Regions from separate parts of the Sus scrofa genome. Here all the other regions are linked to region 1. Evidence: chromatin contacts called from public Hi-C and HiChIP or PLAC-seq data. All regions are on one chromosome and are shown on one strand. Each heading gives the region's core, a stretch centred on a gene start, on an enhancer-like site or on the middle of the called end of the contact. The rest is flanking DNA. Distances are from core to core; before and after follow the strand shown.

The links. A called contact is a pair of places that touch in the nucleus more often than the background predicts. HiChIP or PLAC-seq counts read pairs in DNA pulled down with a chosen protein or histone mark.
Region 2: a Hi-C map of retroperitoneal adipose tissue shows a contact between it and region 1, with 3 times the contacts expected there. The contact joins the promoter of WDFY3 here to the enhancer-like site in region 1. A contact is called at or near these places in 4 of 5 promoter capture datasets (fetal liver, fetal skeletal muscle, liver and 1 more), 27 of 47 Hi-C or Micro-C datasets (adipose tissue, alveolar macrophages, blood and 16 more) and 2 of 2 datasets of contacts at active chromatin or transcription factors (alveolar macrophages and skeletal muscle).
Region 3: an H3K27ac HiChIP or PLAC-seq map of alveolar macrophages shows a contact between it and region 1. The contact joins two enhancer-like sites. A contact is called at or near these places in 1 of 47 Hi-C or Micro-C datasets (epiblast stem cells) and 1 of 2 datasets of contacts at active chromatin or transcription factors (alveolar macrophages).

What each region holds. Positions count from the first base shown.
Region 1 is chr8:133,860,493-133,864,338 of Sscrofa11.1, forward strand. It overlaps WDFY3 (WD repeat and FYVE domain-containing protein 3), which reads left to right. Exons shown (of 68, transcript XM_021101795.1): 35 at 2,057-2,236. Among named protein-coding and RNA genes, the nearest start is that of CDS1, 180 kb to the right of the region's middle. Within about 2 kb of position 1,834, at least 14 of the 83 cell types and tissues checked have an H3K27ac peak or open chromatin away from gene starts, as enhancers often do. A contact at or near this core is called in adipose tissue, alveolar macrophages, brain and 3 more, where this site is marked.
Region 2 is chr8:133,663,794-133,667,639 of Sscrofa11.1, forward strand. WDFY3 (WD repeat and FYVE domain-containing protein 3) reads left to right here and starts at 1,792. Exons shown (of 68, transcript XM_021101795.1): 1 at 1,792-1,810.
Region 3 is chr8:133,697,503-133,701,348 of Sscrofa11.1, forward strand. All of the region lies in intron 2 of WDFY3 (WD repeat and FYVE domain-containing protein 3), which reads left to right. Among named protein-coding and RNA genes, the nearest start is that of WDFY3, 34 kb to the left of the region's middle. Within about 2 kb of position 1,594, at least 8 of the 83 cell types and tissues checked have an H3K27ac peak or open chromatin away from gene starts, as enhancers often do. A contact at or near this core is called in alveolar macrophages, where this site is marked.

The DNA of each region.
Region 1 (3,846 bases), core at 584-3,083:
CCAGATTCATGCATTGGTGTAGACACAAAGCGCTTAACAATAGTGCCTGGTATAGAGTAAGTGGATCTCGAGGTTTCAGATGTTATCTGTGCAAGTTTTATTTTGTATTTGTTTCTTTGTTTTCTATGTTAATTATTTCTAACTTAGGAACAATTGAAAGGGTATTCTCTCTTACAGGAATACCGTGAATAATGACTTAGTCTGGTCACCCAATGTAGGATCACGTTGTAAGAGGAATCATTAACTAGGCTCTTTGGCTTGCGAGTACCTGACAAGTACGATTTACTCCCAGCTGTTGGTATGCCGTCTAAGAAAAGAGCGTGACTTTTACATGTATTGATTTAGAATGCTCTAGAAATTTTTTTTTGCTTTTTATTCATAAACAGTTATAAAAATCTAAGCTGAAGAAAAGCCACTCTCTTTTTCTGAGCAAGTACTGTTCAGATATATATATATATATATATTTTTTTTTTCTTCTTACTTGTTTTATCGTCATTATTGAATTGGGGTTTGTTTGTTTTTTTTTTTTTTTGTTTTTGTTTCTGTCTTTTTAGGGCTGGACCTGTGGCACATGGAGGTTCCCAGGCTAGGGGTCTAATCCGAGCTGAAGCCACTGGCCTACGCCACAGCCACAGCAACTCAGGATCTGAGCCTCATCTGCGACTTACACCACAGCTCACGGCAGCTGCAAGTCCTTAATCCCACTGAGCGAGGCCAGGGATCGAACCTGGATCCTCCTGGATTCTAGTCAGATTCGTTTCCACTGCGCCACGATGGGAACTCCCTGAATTGTTTTTAAGGAAACACAGCTCCTGTGTGTCTCCTTTATTCAATATTCTACTGTAACACTGCCCTACTTCTGACACTTCTGGTCACCACATATGTGGGAGGTTTTGGCACACTAGCTGGGTGTTCCAGATTCAATTCAGTTCTGCCGCTATCTACCTGGAAATGGCATCTCCTTCCATAGATGAAGGGCTCAGTCACACAAACCGCCCCCCAACCCGCCACCCTGCCTTCAGATGTCAGTCACAAGTCCACGTTGTCACCTGAGCTTCTGATCCTTCAGTTATAAACTGGAGGTTCCTGTGACTCAGGAGGAGGTTTTACTTCCTAGATGACCAGTTATTTATAAAAAGATGTTGCTCAGGAACAGCCAGATGGGAGAGAGGCAGAGGGCAGGGTGAGAAGGGGCCTGGGGCTTCCATGCCCACCCTGTCCCGCCAACCTCCCAGCACGGCCACGTGTCCACCAGTCCAGAAGCCCTCTCAACCCTGTGCTCTGATTTTTACGGCGGCTTCACGCCCGAGGCATGACCGATGAAATCCTTGGTCACTGGTGATTGAACTCTTTCCTCCCTGGAGCTTGTGGGCGAGCAGGTTAGGTTAACTGCCAACCTTCTGGTCCCAGGATTGGTTCCCCCGGCCAGTCTCCATTCTTAGATACTTTTCAGAAGTCACCTCGTCAACATAAACTCAGGTGTGGTTGAAAGGCCCTGGTTATGATCAGCAAAAAGACATTCGCAGCTCTTACCGCTTAGGAAGTGCCAGAGGTTTTCGGATCTCTGTGCCAGAAATGGGACAGAGGCTAAATATATGTTCCTCATTGTAAGTCGCAGCATCACAGTTGCATAGCTAGTAAGAGTATTTTTCTCATCATTCTGCGTAGTACAGTGTGAGGTTCAGCAAGGGGAAGTAATTTCCCGGTTTTTATTTTACTCCCTACTCTCTGGCACGATGAGCAGTGGGGGAGCTTTGAGGGTAAGACAGCCCCTGCTGGCACCAGCCCTATTCTTGTGGATAATGATGCGTCATCAAAACCACTCCCTCCAGTTCCTGAGCTGCGAGCACTCGAGGCGCTGGGCAAACTTCCTCTCAGTTTCTGGGCCATCGCCTTTGTTCTAGCTTGCTCCTAAGTTTGCTGGCCCGCGTGTTTGCTCCCGTGTGTGGCCTGTGAGCGCGCTGGACCAGCATCGTGTCTGGTGTGGGAGAGCAGTGGGTACCTGGCAGCCATGTCCGCTTCTCTAACGCGTCATTTCCCCCTTGTCCCCGCGCAGCCTTGGCAGTCCGAAGAGGAGGGATCTTGGCTGCGAGAATATCCCGTGACCCTGATGCAGTTCTTCAGATACTTGTATCACAACGTCCCAGACCTGGCCTCCATGTGGATGAGTCCAGACTTCCTGTGCGCATTAGCGGCCACCGTCTTCCCCTCCAACATCCGCCCTTACTCGGAGATGGTAGGAAACGGGGAGGAAGGTGTCAAAACTGGAATTAGTCCGCGCCGAGGGTTAGCAGATTTTGTTTTGTTTTGTTCTGTTTTGTTTGGCCCATCTTTGAAGCTTCTGACCAAGTTACAGGTTCATCGCTTTCTGCTTCACCCCTTACACCACTGTCTGGTGTCTGACTCCCCACACGCTCCCTCTGCTGTCCCCGAAATCACAGTGAACTCCTTCGGTTTCCTGTTTTCATTTACCGCCCTCTTCTGAGTCCCTCGTTGGTGACGTCCCTCCCCAGGTAGTTGTTGATCCGGTTCTTATGACGTGTGATGATAGCTATGTAGTTACGCGGCTTGGTTACAGAAAATCAAGTCAGACCGAATTGATTTCCGCTTCATTTGTCCCAGGAATGAGCCAGGTCCTGGATTGAGCCTTTATAAATTAATTACAGGACTGGTTATCTTTATAAGGCATGAAATGTATATTTGTCCTATTTAGTTTTTTGTATTTTGTTCAGCTGGTATTTTTCATATTTTGTGCCAACTTAAGTAAAAAGTTACTAGATTGTAGTCATATATGGTATAGATACGTCTTTTGTCCTTTGAAACAAACCCAAGGCCAGTTATTCCTCTGTAGTACTTCAGAATTTCATTATGTTTCTTCTTATTTCTACCACTTACTCTAGAGCCTAGAATAAAGTACGTTCTTCCTCCTAATTTTTCTTCATGTTCGAAGGTAAAATACACATTTTACAGTTGTGGGGACCTTTAGGAGAAAGACACGTATAGCACGTGACCTTAATGCCATGGGTTATTTATAATTGCAAAATCCACATTTTTGGTAATAATAGGCTTTTAGTAATATCTCTGTTTTTTCCTTATCAGTATCTTGGAATCTGTCTTCCCGTCCTTCTTTCGTTTCTCTGTTGACTCAAAATTGGCACTAGTTTTGTTGTTTTGTTTTGATTATTTAGTTGGGCTTTTTTCTCTTTAAATATGCAAAAATGGATCAGCCCTTAGGTGCAACCATTATGCCCCATCTTTATGTGAAATTCTATGACACTTGACTTCAGGGGGTATGTTTGAAAATGCAAATACAGTCGTTCTCATTTTGTTATTTATTTATTTCAAGTGCAGTCATCCCTGAGTTCCCTAATGGCCTAGCAGTTAAGGACTCGGCATTTACACTTCCGTGGCTTGGGTCCCTGCTGTGGCTCAGGTTTGATCCCTGGCCCAGGAACTTCTGTATACCGTGGGTGTGGCCAAGACAAAAACAAAATCAACATAAAGCATTTATATGACTAGGAGCCAGTCCGTAGGTTAATGTTAGAAAGTGCACGTGTTGAGGAATCGTGACGCTTGGTGCCCGGTTAGCACCCTGAAAAGGGAGGGCGGAAGTGAAGCAAAGCGAACTGCACCTTGTAAAGCTTAATAGGAGCTAAAGGTTGAGGGAAAATACTGTTGCTGCCATAATTTTTTTTAAATGATTTTCATTTTTTCCCTCATAGTTGGCTCACAGTGTTCTGTCAGTTTTCTCCTGCACGGCAGAGCGACGCAGTCCCTCATACACGTGTACATGCTTTGTCTCACATTGTCCTCCTCACGCTCCATCACAAGCGACTAGATGTGGTT
Region 2 (3,846 bases), core at 542-3,041, 200 kb before region 1:
AACTGTTACATTTTTATAATAACCTAATTTTACATTTGAACTTAAAAAAATTACTCACTCTGAAGTAGAGTATAAAACTACATTTTAAAACATTTCTCCCCAGATTTGGCCTATTGAAAGGAATAACCACTGAACACATCTAGCCATCTTATTCTGAAAGGACAAGGTGCCTTTTTTTAATAGCCACTGTGCCAAAGGGGCGGAAGCTGTGATTCTTCCCCCAAAGTGATCACATATAATGTGCCCTGAATATTGACTCTTGAAACACTCCATGAGCGAATCCTTACAAATGGGTCCCTTTGCCAAAGACCAAGTGGCTAAAAAGGAGCAAACAACAAGTCTAGCTTGCTTCATCTTTATTAGAGGAAATCCACAGACCTCTGTAGATTGCAGCGTTAGGGAAAACATGTTTGTCATTAGAATGATGATATTACCACTTCCCCACTCTAAGCCTGTTTAAGGGAGTCCACCTCGTAACTGCTGACTCAGTTTGCCTCCATTGCCAGAACTAAAGCATGCTCCCGATTGTCCGCTGGGTTGATTTGGAACGAACACCAGAGGGGCAAACTGAGGATCACTGAGCAGTTCTAGGTTACCAAAGCGTGCTAACTGGGTCTAGATACTGTGTGAGTTAGGACTGCCAAGGTATAAATAATGCCATTTACATGAAGGAGAAAAAAAAAAAAAAAAAAAGGCGGCCAGTTCAAGGTCACGGAGAGAAGGCAACCGAGACTGGGCTCTTCAACCCCTCGGTTCTTTGTCGGGTCAGAGCCAAACACGACACCAGCCAGGAGTTTCAAAGGTGCGCAGTACAACCGCGAGCGTGGGCAGTCCTTCTGTACACCAGCCGGAGGAGCAACTTGAAGCAGCCCCGCTCCCTCCACCGCGGTCTGACCCTCCCGCAAATGGGCGCGGGCTTGAGGAGGGCGGAGCGCAGGTGTTCTCCCAGCTGAGTCTTCGGAGGCAGTGGAACCCAGCACCGCGGGACGAGAGGAAAACGGGAGCAGCTGAGGGCAGGACCAGCAGAAGGAAGCAAGCCGGGGCGTGTGCCTCGGGCAGGGAAGCGGGCCAGGGACAAGAGGGCACGGGGGCTCGCCTCTGGCTCAGAGCATCGAGCGCCCGCTGCCTGCAGAAGCGGGTGGACCGGCTCGTAGGACAGAGGGGAAAGCGGGAAGCCGAGGGCAGGGAAGGAAGTCGGGAAAGAGGAAGGAAAGGCCGGAGGGTTAAGAGGAAGAGCGGTTGCAATTTCTGCGGCCGGCGCGGTAGGAGGAGCGGGCGGGGAAAGAGGAGGATCCAGAGCCAGTCAGTCAGGCGGCCCGCGGGAGGAGGAGAAAGCGGGAGGAGCAGCAGCAGCGGCAGGAGGAGGAGGAGGATTAAAGATGGCCACCGACAGCTGCGGGAGACGGCGGCAGCCCCGCACTGGCCGGGATGCTGCCCGCGCGGCGGCCCGGCCTTGATGGAGAGCAGAGGCCCGAGCAGCGCCGAGGCTGAGGCGGCGGCGGCGGCGGGGACCCAGCGAGGAGGAGGACGCGGGCGAGCAGGGAGCCGGGCCGGAGAAGGGAGAGGCGGCGGCGTCGCTGCTCCGGCCGCCTAGCGCCGCGGCCGGGCCCCGGCCGACCGGCTCCCGCACCCCGCGGCCGCAGCATCGATCCCGGCCCGAAGCCCGGGCCCCCGCAGCGGGGCTCCCGGGCCCCGCCGTGGACGCCGCGCCCGCCGCCCCCTCCCCGAGGCCAGCGCGCCCCCGGCGTGGAGCCCGGCCGGCCGCGGTCCGCCCGCCCGGCCAGGCCCGCCCGCGCCCCCCCGCCCTCCGGTGAGTGCCCCCGGCCCGCGCGCCCCCGGCCCCCGGCCCCCGGCCCCCCGGCCAGCCCCGCGCCCGGCGCGCCGCGGCCGCTTTGTTCGGGCAGGGCGGAGGCGCTGCCCACTCGCGGCCCTGCGCCCGCTGCCCCTGGGGACAGGCCGAGGCCCAGCTGCCGTCCTCCCCCGGGACCGCGCTGCCCGGGAGCCGCCGCCGCCGCCTCCGGGGAGGGCGGCCTGGCCTGTGTCCTCCACCGCGGCCTGGAGAGGGCGCTGTCGCGGTCGGGTCGGGGTCAGGGTCAAGGGCTGCGGGCGATGGGGAGCGACGCTGGGGTGTTTCGGGGGGTGGGGGAGCGGAGGGCCGGACGCTCCCTCCTGCTGCGAGCAGTGGGGGCGTAACCAGGCGATCCGGGCATCAGGGTCCCGTGCGGGCCTCTCCGCCAGACCCCGCGGGGTCTCGGGTCCCAGAGCCCCCCGCCCGCGGCGCAGCCGAGCGAGGCCTCCATCCCTCGGGCGCTGTCTCCGCGGCTGCGGGCCTCCCCGGGCTGATTCCCGAGCCCTGCTTCCCCCCCCGCCCCACGCCCTGCGCTGGAAACCTGGGTTTGTGGAAGCAACCCAGAGATGCTCCTGCGGAGAGTGTTTGCTCTTTTATTCCCTTGCACGAGGATGTGGTGGCCTCGCAAGCATTCACGGTTACCGGGGGTGTAAACAGCAGATGTGACCTTTCCGACCAAAAGCCATTCGGTCCGGGGTTTGATCCTCAGGTGTAGCGTTTCTTGATTTTTTTTTTTACTATCGAATTGTGAGATTTCTCATAAGGTCTCCCTTTCACGGAAATTATCTGATAAAACCAATTGAAAGGATGTTTACTATGTATGGGAACCCTTGCTTCGACTTCCAGTGCCTTAAAAAATGATTGTTTCCTGTGGGAAAATGGTGTTAATGCTTTTACAAAAAACTGTTTTGTGTTTTTTTTTTTTTTTTTTTTTTTTTTCCCGTAACGGCTTGAGTTGGTTAGTGCCAAGTGGTTATTGTAGTCTGAAAACCAAACAATTAAAAAAGAGAAAACGTTTTGCGTCTAGATAGCAGAATATTTGCAGGTTGGAATTCTTTGATAGCAGGTTTGGAACAGTTTCCACCATCAGACGGTGTAACAAATAACACAAGACAGACCCAGTAATATGTTGATTAAAAAAAACCCAGCAACTAGATATGGTAGTAGTGCATAGGTTTAGAAAAATATGTCTTGCTTAAGAAGAAAAATAAAACTTTAATAAACTCTAAGCATAGAAATTAGTTTGGTATGTTTTTTTAAAAAAATATATTTAAAAATACATATTGCGCTGGACCTACTTGAAGACTCTTCTTATGATATTTGAGCATTAGTGGTGCATGTTACACCCTGAACCTTCATTCTCAGGTTGGTAGAAATATAGTTTTCTCCTAGGAGTGTGTTTTTCAGAGTTGAAATCAATTCATGTAAAAAAATGTTTCTAATTTAAAATTTGTGCAAAAAGGAGATATGAGTTAGAAACATGATTCTGGTCCTACTTGCAAAATCTGTTTTTAAAAGGAGTAAATGGCAGGGTAATATTGCAATATCACTTGGATTCTCTACTTTGACGATTCTTTTATTTATTTATTTATTTATTTTTTGTCTTTTTGCCATTTCTTGGGCCTCTCCCATGGCGTATGGAGTTTCCCAGGCTAGGGGTCGAATTGAAGCTGTAGCCACCGGCCTACACCAGAGCCACAGCTATGCGAGATCTGAGCCACATCTGTGACCCACACCACAGCTCATGGCAACGCCAGATCCTTAACCCACTGAGCAAGGGCAGGGATCGAACCCGCAACCTCATGGTTCCTAGTTGGATTCGTTAACCGCTGCGCCACAACGGGAACTCCAACTTTGACGATTCTTAAATTCCACTGCTCAACTTTGCAATTTTAAGAGTGTATATATCAGGCATTTTAAAATTTTATGCATGTGCTTCAGAAGGTGTTTGAATCCTTGGAAATCATATACAGAATGCAGCATATATTTGCATTTTT
Region 3 (3,846 bases), core at 344-2,843, 160 kb before region 1:
GCGGGCAGCTAATAATAGAACGACTCCATCCCGGTGTATCTGTATTTTAATTGGATCAATTGCTAAGCTAAAGCTGTATTTCCAAACTGTGCCATAGTGAAATCTTGTGTTCCAGTATGTAAAAATGATGCACATAGATGCAAGAAAAGCAGTAGGAATTAAAAGGCAGGGAGTGGAAGAAAGTGAGTAACCGTTTGTGTAGTTAGAAGAGGAGGGCAGTATATAGTTGGAAGTGTTACAGAGATTGTACCAGAAGTGTTACAGAGATTGACCATAGCAAGTAAAAGAAAAGCCTTTCTACTTAACTTTTGAGAAAAGATTTGAAGGTAGGAGAAAGAGCCATTAGATTTGGTCCCATCTCAGCTTCTAACCATGATTTTGGGTAAGTCACTTTCTCTCTGTGGACCTCAGTTCGCTGAATCCTGCCTGCTTACCAGCTGCAGGACCTTAACTCCTGGACATCCGCTTCTTCATCTTCAAAGAGGAGTTGATAGTGGTACCTCAGAGATTTCCTGTGAGGAATTAACATATGTTTAGTCTGTTCAGAACAGTCCGTGGCACATCAGCAGCAGCATCAATTTTTGAAATGCGTCTATTAGATTATATGATTGCAAGAGTCCCAGCTTACTTAAAAAAAAAAAAAATATCTGTGGCTTTATGGTCTAAGATTTTCTGATATGAAAATTTTTTCAGAATGAAGTCGTAAAGCTTTGACCATCTGCTCTCCTGCATCGAGGCTAATTTTGGTACTGCCAATAAAACTTATTTTGAGTTCAGTATGTGTATTAGTTCTCTGTTGCTACGTGTGTTGATTTGTCAAGGGGGCCCTAACAGATTACCACAGACTGAGTGGCTTAGACAACAGAAATTTATTGTCTCAGAGCCTGCAGGTCCGAAGTCGGAAGCTGAGGTGTCTGCAGGATTGGTTGCTCCTGGGATCTGTGAGGAGGATCTGTCCAGGCCTCTTGGCCCCTGCATGGCCGTCTGTCCTCCGTGGCTCTTCTTGTCGCTGTCCCTCTGTGTCTGTCTCTTTGTTCACATTTCCCCGTTTTGTAAAGGTACCAGCCATACTGGATTAGGGTGCAACCTAATCACCTCAGTTTAACTTGATTACCTCTGGTAGTTCCCATTGTGGCTTAGCGGAAATGAACCTGACTAGGATCCCTGAGGACACAGGTTCGATCCCTGGCCTTTCCTGGTGGGTTAAGACTCTGGCCTTGCTGTGGCTGTGGTGTAGGCCAGCAGCTACATTTCAACCCCTAGCCTGGGAACTTTGGTATGTTGTGGGGGTGGCTCTAAAAAGACAACACCCCCCCCCCCCAAATAACTTGATTACCTCTGTAAAGAGCATGTCTCCAAATAAGGTCACATTCTGCGGGGCTGGGGGTTAGGACTTCAACATAGGAATTGGGAGGAGGACACGGTTGAAGCCGTAGCACTGCCGCACAGTTTATCCCAAAACTTAGTGACTTCAAACAGAACCCTTATTTCAGAAGTTTTGTAATCAAGAATCCGAGCGGTTCCTCTGGCTCAGGGCCTCTTATCCTACCAAGCTGCACCCCGACATGTCCACCAGCGCTGCGGTCTCACCCAAAAGCCCTAGGGGAGACCCTGCCTCCACTTCACTCACGTGGTTCTTGGCAGCACTTCCTCAGGGTTCTTGGGCCAGAGGTCTCAGTTCCTCATGTTGGCTCTCGGCCAGCAGCCTACTTTAGTTCTTCCCATGTGAGCCTTTTGTTTTTGTCATAAAATCCTGGCAACGGCACCCCATCACTTTTGCCTGCTGTGTTCACAGGGAGGGGGTCGTTAGGTCCAGTCCACTCTCAGGGAGAGAGGACTGGACAAGGATGTGTGTCCCAGGGGCTGGCGTCGTTGGAAGCCGTTTTGGTGCTCCCCACAGTATCTAAGAGCGAAGAAAAGAGCTAAATGGAAAAATACGTAAATTATTTAATATTATTTAAGAAGCGTTTGTCTTAAACTCTAAGCAGAAATGTATCACTTTTGTGCCATGTAGCTTTGTAATCAGAAAGTACTCCCTTATCTGCTAAAAAAAAGGAGAAATGTAACTTTTATCATTTCCTTTTTTTTTTTTAAAGCAAAGAGGAGTTAATTTTGTTTCCTTTCATCAAATTTGTTATTTTTTGGTACTATGTAGAATTCAAGTGGGACCTGACTTTTTTCACTTTGCTGAGTTGTTAGCCTGCTATTTCTCATAAAATACCCAGAGGCCTACCCTCACTCATTTCCCTAAAATATTTAAGAGTAAAAGGTCATAGGTTATTAAGATTACTTTAATTTTATCAGCTTTTCTGTGGCTACTTTCTACAATTAAGTTATAAAGTGTGAGAAATTATCAGATATTTGTGAGGCTATTTAATATAGCCAGTTGCTAAGGGAAATGCCCAATTACAGTTACTTTCACAGAATGTAGTGACACGTCATATATACTGCAGATACCACCTAGCGGTTCTCATTATTTATACTGATGGAGAAATAATTGGAAAGTGTTATTATTGGCTCATTTTCGTAATCTTTGCTTTGGAAGGCAGTATAATTGAGTTTGTGGAAGCAAGATTTGACCTAGTTGGCATTATCTATATGAGTTAATCTGGAGCAGGAGTGTGGGGGGTGTGGGGGTGTGTGTGGGTGTGATTGTGTACATGGAGTGACATTGCTTTAATAAACAGTCTAAGAAAATCTCACATTTATTGAGAAAAGACTGCCTTAACTCCCTTAGAGTAGTTTGAGTATGTCCTTCTAAAGCATCTGACTTTGACTGAATTTTACAAGGAGTTATTTAATTGTAATTATTTGTGAATTACTATAAATATGGATCATACATTTTAGCTGTTAGAAATGATGAGATTTTTTTTTTTTTGTCTTTTGTCTTTTTGTCTGTTGTTGTTGATGTTGTTGTTGCTGTTGTTGCTATATCTTGGGCCGCTCCCGCGGCATATGGAGGTTCCCAGGCTAGGGGTCTAATCGGAGCTGTAGCCACCGGCCTACGCCAGGGCCACAGCAACGCGGGATCCGAGCCGCGTCTGCAACCTACACCACAGCTCACGGCAACGCCAGATCCTTAATCCATGGAGCAAGGCCAGGGACCGAACCCGCGACCTCATGGTTCCTAGTCGGATTCGTTAACCACTGCGCCACGACGGGAACTCCAGAAATGATGAGATATTTAAATCTCAGTAGGTTTGGAGGTTGAAGTCATACTGTAAAGAATATGAATTCAATAGGGTTTCTGTGTGATATCCCTTTTTCCTTGTTAGCAAGATGTAGTTTAATAGAAAACATACAAATTTTTCAATGTAAAACTTTCTTTTCAAATGCATAAAGTGGACTGGTGGATGCATTCTTTTTTTTTTTTTTTTTTTTTTTTTTTTTTTTTTTTTTTTTTTTTTGTCATTTCTAGGGCCGCTCCCTTGGCATATGGAGGTTCCCAGGCTGGGGGTCGATTCGGAGCTGTAGCCGCTGGCCTATGCCACAGCCACAGCAACGCGGGATCCGAGCCACACTTGTGATCTATACCACAGCTCACAGCAATGCCGGATCCTTAGCCCACTGAGCAAGGCCAGGGATCGAACCCGCAACCTCATGGTTCTTAGTTGGATTCATTAACCACTGAGCCACGATGGGAACTCTGATGGATGCATTCTTATATTTGAACAAATGGTAATGTTTTTTCTTAGGAAAAAAAGTTTTGTTGCATTGATTATGGCCAAGAGGAAGTTCTAAACTTAAGCTTTAGGATTCTGCAGTATGATGATATTGAACTAAGTTTTGTTTCTAATTTGCCACCTTTTTATTTTGAAAACTTCTGGGGATAGATTTATGGCCAGA